Linked DNA regions of Mus musculus: region 1 is linked to region 2. The links are chromatin contacts, called in public promoter capture Hi-C maps. All regions are on one chromosome and are shown on one strand. The core of a region is the stretch at or near the end of the contact, and the rest is flanking DNA. Distances in the headings are between cores, read along the strand shown.

What was found. Promoter capture Hi-C pulls out the DNA fragments that hold promoters and counts their contacts.
Region 1: a promoter capture Hi-C map of stem cell-derived epiblast-like cells shows a contact between it and region 2, with 3 times the contacts expected there. The contact joins the promoter of Arhgap18 here to the promoter of Samd3 in region 2. A contact is called at or near these places in 2 of 39 promoter capture datasets (embryonic stem cells and stem cell-derived epiblast-like cells) and 1 of 115 datasets of contacts at active chromatin or transcription factors (memory CD8 T cells).

Annotation. Positions count from the first base shown.
Region 1 is chr10:26,770,957-26,774,714 of GRCm38.p6, reverse strand. It overlaps Arhgap18 (Rho GTPase activating protein 18), which reads right to left and starts at 2,203. Exons shown (of 15, transcript NM_176837.2): 1 at 2,019-2,203. The coding sequence starts at 2,131.
Region 2 is chr10:26,227,410-26,231,500 of GRCm38.p6, reverse strand. It overlaps Samd3 (sterile alpha motif domain containing 3), which reads right to left and starts at 1,794. Exons shown (of 11, transcript NM_001115154.1): 1 at 1,687-1,794; 2 at 1,297-1,397; 3 at 484-673. The coding sequence starts at 1,375.

The DNA.
Region 1 (3,758 bases), core at 954-3,453, 540 kb before region 2:
TACCAGCCAGCCAATCCACACATAGCCCCATCCATTATGGCCATCCTTAGGAGGTCACTACTAGCCCTATCTGTTCCACTGCTCAAATCCCCCCTCACTCCAGGAAGCCTTACTTCATGCCAACTCCAGTATCTTAACCTCTTCCAGGCTAAACAAGGAACCTCCCAAAGTTACACTGTGCTAGCTGATATGTTACTAAGCTTCAGGGTAAAAATTAATGAAGACTGCTTCCCCCTCCCCTCCTGCCTCAAACCAGTCTTTGACCTTCTCCCCACACCCCAGCATCACTACCTATCCCTCATGAAAAGGCAGTCCCAGAAAATGGTTGGTGAGCATTTTGGCGGCTAGCTGAAAGGTCTTTTACAGCCCATCTAGAGATGTGTCCTGACACATATCCAAGGCCTACTGCTCACCCTGTTTTCTCTGCCCACCTTGGCTCTGCTTCTGCAATAGCTGGAAACAACACAATACACACATTTGTTCCACCTGCTCAAGTCTAAACCTCCCACAACAAACTACAAACTTGCAAAGATGGATGGGAAAGAATGGCTACAGTTTCATGCACAAGCTTCCCCTAAGAGACTTTGCTACACCTGAGCGGGATTTCTGGAGTTTGAGTCTGAACAGTGGGATGAAGGTTGGGACCCAAAGTCCCAGCGCTTTTAATTCACTCTCACAACGGAGACCCAAGACTCAGCTCAGTCCTCAAGCCCACCCAGCCTGAAGCCAGTGACAAATGAAGAACTTGGGAGCTCACAGTTTGGGCTATTTTAACTGTCAGAAGGAAGACAAGCTAGGGCTGCTTACTGTTGGTTTGCTGTTGCTGGCTGCTTGCTGCTAAAAGATGAATATTTTACTGTCCTGCAGAAGCATGCATGGAAACGCTTGATAAATCTCAAAGGAAACAAAATGGTTACATGTGTAGCCCCAAAGCAACCACTCCCTTTGAACTTTGGAAATGAGTTTATCCAATGGCCTCCATACAGAGGGCAACAAGTAAGAAGCAAAGTTCCCCAGGCAAGGTCTAACCTTTCCTTTGATTTTTCACACGCCCCACGCGGTTAAGGATTTGGGAAACCAATGAAAGAAGGCATTCTTTTCTTTGGAAGGCACAGGCGTGAAGTACCCAGGAACAATAAAGTGTTCATTATCACCTTTAATATCAAGATGGAATTGGACTTACTGATAACTTTTTTTTTTCAATCTTCCAGGCCAATGTTTGCAATTTCTATCTAAGACTGGAGATTACTGGTTTCAGCTAGGGAGAAGGTCATTAAGGCGAGAAAGGAAGAGGCAGGGGAAAAACCAACCTTGAAAAACAGAACAAAGTACACAGAGAGGCAGAGAGGACTCTGCGACTCAATGGTCTATAGAACGTTTGCCCTATCTGCCTATAAAGTGATTTTACATTAACCACGCTCCTTCTACCAACAGAGTACTTACTGCCTGCTGACAAAAACTCCCCTTTGAAATCCCAAGAGTGCAGGGAGGGGTGTGTTTGGCTGTGCGAGTAATCTACACACACTGAAGAATGCGAACAGCACAGCCACAGGCCACTGACTTGGGCATTTTGCCCAAGCGGTCTGCTTTCAGAGAGAGGAGGAGGGTGCCACTCTCAAAACAGCAAGAAGAGTGACCAGCCTCCCTGCTATTTGGCAGACTTTCCCAGCTAACAGTTCCAGCGGCGTTTTGAGCCCATTCAAGAATTCCATCTCCCAGAGAGTGTTTCCGATACAGTCATTTGATCAGTCAGTATTTGCACATGCACCTGCTAAGCAACTGGTCGGAGCGCCACAGAGTCACCTCCCACACACCCCCGCCCCCGACTCCCCCCATCCTCCACTGGTAACCAGAAGGGCTCTTGCACTCGAGTAAATGAGATGCAAAGAACTAGCCAACCGCCTATGTTGCAGCGTCAGGTCAGGCTTCAAGTACAGAGGTGATTCTCTCCGCTCTTGACAACTTCCCTGTCACTTTGTTCCTTGGGCAGGTAGAGGGTTTTTGTTTTTCCTCCTTACCTGGAGGTGGCTTCGTCGCCTCCCTTTACATGGCTGTCCCCAGCGACCTGGTCCTTGCCGCTGGGGTGGTAAGCAGTTAGCACAACTCCCGAGGAACTCGATAGCCAGTTCATGGTGAGAGAAGGGGCATAATTTCTGGGATTCTGACACAGAGGGGAATGAAGTTCCTGTCTCGCCTGACCAACTTGCTCATTAGCAAGGGCCAGCCCCTCCCCTGTCCGGGCCAGCGATTCACAGGGAGAGAGGCGTGGCCTCTCCCGCAGAGCTTCCTGGCCCTGCAGTTACAGGCTGTGTGTGACTCACAGCTTTGTTTAAACCCGGCAATCCCAGGCTGCAGCAGCCGCCGCTGCAGCAGCAGCAGTTGTTAAGGGGGCCTGAGGAAACCGTGGTTAGGACAGAGTCTTTTCCCTTCCCCATGTGTTACTACTACCTGATTATTTCTGCTGCTTCGCATCACTCAAGGAAGGCATTCCTTAACCCCTTCAGGCATTCGACATTCACCACAGCCAAACCAAGAAGCCCAATCAAAGGTCACAATGCCATCTGGCCCACCAGAAAGGCTTTGCTTTCCGCTACAAAATATACTGTGTTATTGTGTGCCCTGCAATATCAAGCACACCTTTTTTTTTTTTTTTTTTTTTTTTTTTTTTTTTTTTTTTTTTTAATCAAACACTATTTGGGAAAAATAAACTTTAAACTGTCTACCTAATGCCTGTTAAAAGTTAACAGTCAGCTGGGCTTGGTAGCGCAGGCCTTTAATCCCAGCAGAGGCAGGCAGATTTTTGAGTTCGAGGCCAGCCTGGTCTACAGAGTTTTAGGACAGCCAGGGCTATACAGAGAAACCCTGTCTCGAAAAACCAAAAAAAAAAAAAAAAAGTTAATAGTCAAAATAAGAAGTTCCAACATTTGCTGAGAACCTATTACTTTCCAGTGGTGGGGTTGGGGGTATGCCCAAGAATACTCCAGCTTGTGCCAGACACAGATACACACACACACACACACACACACACACACACACACACACACAGAGAGAGAGAGAGAGAGAGAGAGAGAGAGAGAGAGAGAGAGAGAATATTATTAGAAAGAGTATAGCCAGTGGACAGGTGAAATATCTTGACCAAAATAAGATAGTAAGTGCCAGGAGATGCCCACCTAGATACCGCCTTGTTTAGTCAACTGAAAAAAGCAAGTTCAAACATCAGTTTTAAAAAATCATTTTCTGGGTTTCCTAGTCCTAAAAATTAAAAACAAAAATTCTTGCTCTTTGATATATGTGACAATCTCAATTGAAACATTTTGCTTGATATATATTTTATTATTTTACACACACACACACACAGAGACACACACACAACACACATTTAGATGAAATAGCCCTGGCTGGCCTGGAACTTTCTGTGTAGACCAGGCTGGTCTCAAACCATAGATTTTCCTATTTCTGTCCCCAAGTGCTATTCTTAGAACCATACCTTGCTGCTGCTGCTGCTGCTGCTGCTGCTGCTGTTGTTGTTGGGCTGGTTACTGATTTGCATGTTTGTGTGTCCCTCCAAGTGTTTGCTACAAATGTTCTGGTGCCCCAGAGGCTAGGGGAGACTGTCTGATTCCTCAGAGATGGAGTTATAAAGAAGTTGAAAGCTGCCCATCATAGTGCTAGGAACCAAATTCAGGTCATCTGGAAAAATAGCATATGCTTTTAACTACTGAGCCATCTTTCTAGCCCTGACTTTAGCCTTGAACTTG
Region 2 (4,091 bases), core at 545-3,044:
TCAAAGAAGTATGAAACTCAGTTGTGACAAAGGTGTTAGCAATTGCTATTGTGAAAGGCCTTTGAGAAAAGTATGAATTAGTTACCACAGGGAGACCTATGCAAATAAACACACAAATGAACAAATAGTTTGGGACATGGCAAAGGACCAGCCACAGGTCCTTGTAGTAGCCCAGTTACATCATACATGCAGTTTCTACACCTAACGCATTCGTTCTACTGTGGGCTCCAGATCACGTAGCATAGGAACTTCGTGCCTGCAGGATTGCCTTAACAGCCACTGTCGGTTTTTAAAGAATAGTGGAAAGAAAAACAACAAATTCTGACTCAATTCTTCATACATGCTGGTCAAATATTAGAAGTCCTGTGCATACCATCTAACTGAAATTTGTCCACAGTTTTAAAAGCTTTGATTCTTTGACACAAGGCAATAGCCGTGCATAAACAGGGACCAAAAACCTAGCCCGTTCTCTGGTGTACTCACTCAGGGGCCGCTTGTGCCGGGGTCAGCGTGGATGTATCTGCGGGGCCTCCCGTAGGCTTCAGCTCTTGATTGCCCTGCTTGTATTTCTTAATGAAGTCCATCAGAACAGCCTGGTGTCCAATTTTCTTTACCAGTTGCTGTACCATCCGATCATTAAGGGCCAGGAGTGTGGCCCCACTGACTTCTTCCTCTGGGAAAAAAGAAAATTAACTTTCATATCACTTTCCAGGAAAACATGGGCACAGAAAGAAGATAAAACTAGTTCTGGTTTTAAAACGATTATCTAAGCTTGAGATGGCAGTCACTGCATTATCTGTCAGGGCTCTAATACAGCATAGTTCCAAACTGAAGCCTGCTGCTAAGAAATCACCAGACCGCAAGTCCCAATAAAAACTGCGTTTGTTTGTTTGCATATTAATACCCCTTTTCCAGGCCAATTTTTACAGTCAACAGAAATAGAAGTCTTTCGGGGAAGCTATTTTTATAATACCTCCTACTTGCTATTTAACACTGGCACATCCCATACTGTATAGAACACGAGTGATTATGTAAGACAAAAGAAACACACAAAGTCTATGTCAAAGGTAACTTCCAAGAGTTTGCAATCATCTGGAAATAACACTCTCTTCAGAGGATGCTAGGTAAACTGGAAACTGCCTCAGTCTGTGGGAAAGAGATGAAGTTCCTCATCAGAACAGCTCCTTATCCACAAACAGGCAGACCCTAGGCAAGAAAAGCAGCTTTCACAACAGAGCGCACCCGCACGACTGCATGGCTCAAATAAAATCCACACAAAGTATACAAACAACTTACCTTGAAACCTGGGGACTAGCTCACCTAAGTTTTTTTCCACCAACCATTTGCAGACCTGATCAACTGACCACGTTTCCATTGCTGGATTCTTGTCAATACACCTGTAGAATAAAAAGTGGGGATAGCTTGCCTGCTTGCCTGTCTCCCTCCCTTCCTTCCTTCCTTCCTTCCTTCCTTCCTTCCTTCCTTCCTTCCTTCCTTCCTCCCTCTCTGATTATTAGTCTTTGATTAGATTTTTAAACAGTCAGCTTTCTCTCCTCTGCTAAACTCCTTTCAATACATGGCTTTAAAAAGAAAATGTTTCTACAATGCAACATGTAAAAGTTGCTAATAAATCAAATTGTTGCTTAAAGGTGGATTTTAGCCTATTTCTCAGTCTCATTTCTTCACCTTCTCCTACTTGATTTCCGCAGGCATCCGTCAGCTTCAATAGCAGACAGCCGGCACATACAATGGTACCCAATGCTGTACCATTAACACCCAGGTTTCTTCACAAAGAACAGAAAGGTGTGAAATCATCAGGAAGTGGTTGACATTTACAGAGGGGTGGGCAGGGGAGAAAGGGAGGAAGGATCAGATAAAAGTCTGACTGAGAGACGTAAGTAAACCAGGATGCCTTAACCCCTTGCTTCTCCCAACTAAGAGAGAGATGACCCACTGTCCTCACAGCTCTGGGCCAGCAGCAAACTCTTTTCTCAGGGGAAACTAGCCTCATGTGCCATTCTCCTGTCGTTCCAATGTTACTCCTACATACTGGAGTATGCTCTCAAACAGTACCAAACACTATTGTAACACATCTATCTGTCTGTCTATCTATCTATCTATCTATCTATCTATCTATCTATCTATCTATAGCTTTATCGGTTATAACATATATGTATATACACATATATGTATATACAAATATGTATAATATACACACATATGCATATTTATACATATATATGTATATATGCATATATATACATGTGTATACATATATGAAGATATAGAAATATGAGGATACATACACATGGGTATGCATATATCTTTATATATCTATATCTATGTAGTTAGTTGTGCAGGTCAAGTTAGGACATACCTGAAGATGTTAGTGTTGTCAAAGTGAAAGAAGCAAACACAGATTTTGCATGGATCACTCTTAACTACCCCCACTAACTTTGCACCAACAGACCAGTCTACCATCTTCCATAAATTTGTAATTTCCTCGAGGAAGCTTTTTTTCTGCATTTATAATTCAACCCAGGAGACTTCTAAGGAATTGATAGAAACAAAGTCAAAAACAGTCTTAAATTATTTTAACCCTTCAACATTATTTTCAACATTGACTTTTATTCCAGATGATTTATCATTTTTCTGTATGATACCTGCTATTTTGTAAAGACAAAGTGAGAAGGTTCCCTTGGTGGAATTGGAATATAGATGTGTTTGTGTGTGTGTGTGTGTGTGTGTGTGTGTGTGTGTGTGAGAACATCTTTGTAGTTTTTAATTTTGTGTTTTTAACTAAATTATAGTTACCAACATCAGAAAAATAATCCCCAGTAGGAAGAAAAAAAGATGTACCCAACATTCAAGAAAACCTGACAATAACAGCCTTCAAAAGCAGTTTCCTAGAAAACAAGAAACTTCAAAGTAATGGGCCACACACTCCTAAGTATCCACAAACACTGACTGGAAAAACTGAAAACAAGGGTTAAATACAGAGGAACACCTTTAGAATTTCAACAGTGGATTTAATTTGCTTCAACAAACAGTAGCCACAAAGCTCCTCCCCAGGCTAAGCAGCAATTGCAGGGTGTGAAAAGTCATTATTTGCAAGACTCTGGTGTAAATTAAAAATCACACCTTTCTGTCACACTTCTGGCTTCCTTGTGAAGAGTAAGAGTTAGAAAAAATTGAAGAGAGAGAGAGAGAGAGAGAGAGAGAGAGAGAGAGAGAACACATCTTAAACACCAAGGTTAGACAATATGCAGAGTAGGAAGACCTGCCCTGCAGTCAGCCACTGAGAGAAGAAAGGAAATCAGAAAGAAAAATAGCAGTTGGAAGCATAGGATCTTTTTTTCAGTTGAGGAAGGCTTTCTCCAATTTGCCTTTGGTAAAAACACAATAATTATCCGATAATGAGCTTGGACAAACATAAGAAAATAAAAACTTGTAGTTTTTCACTCTACACTTTCTGAATATTAAATGAAATACTGTTGCTGCCTAGTCAGTTCAGCATTACCACAAAGGGAAAAGCACTCCTCCATTCAATGAGGAAAATAAATATTTCAAGTAGCTTCTTGTTGAGGTTCTGTAACCTTGAAAATATGTCCAAATACTTTGCACAATAGCAAGAAAATAACAAAGGAGAATTAGTACCATGTGTGAGCACACCAGCCAACAACTCTAAGTGGATTAAGTTTTGCTTCCATGAAATAAATTTGTATTAAATATTAAAGGGGTAGGTCCATCTAATTAAAGCCACACAGAGAAAAGACTTGAGGTAAAGCACCTTACATAGGAGGGAATTTTATTTAATAAATTTGTTAAACTCCAAGGGAGATAATAGGGTAGACTGCTGTGCACATGATTTAGAATTTCTAATATAACACAAAAGGATTAACCACAAAGGAACAGTTATTTATAATTTAATAAAATATTAAAATATTCTCTCTCTCTCTCTCTCTTTCTGTTTCCACTTTTTATTCCCTGCAGTTTAAAAGCAGACAAGAAGACTCCTAGGACCTTTGCTGACAGCATGTGGGCTCACCTGGACCAGTCCCTCATCCCAACATGCATAGAGCTTCTATCTT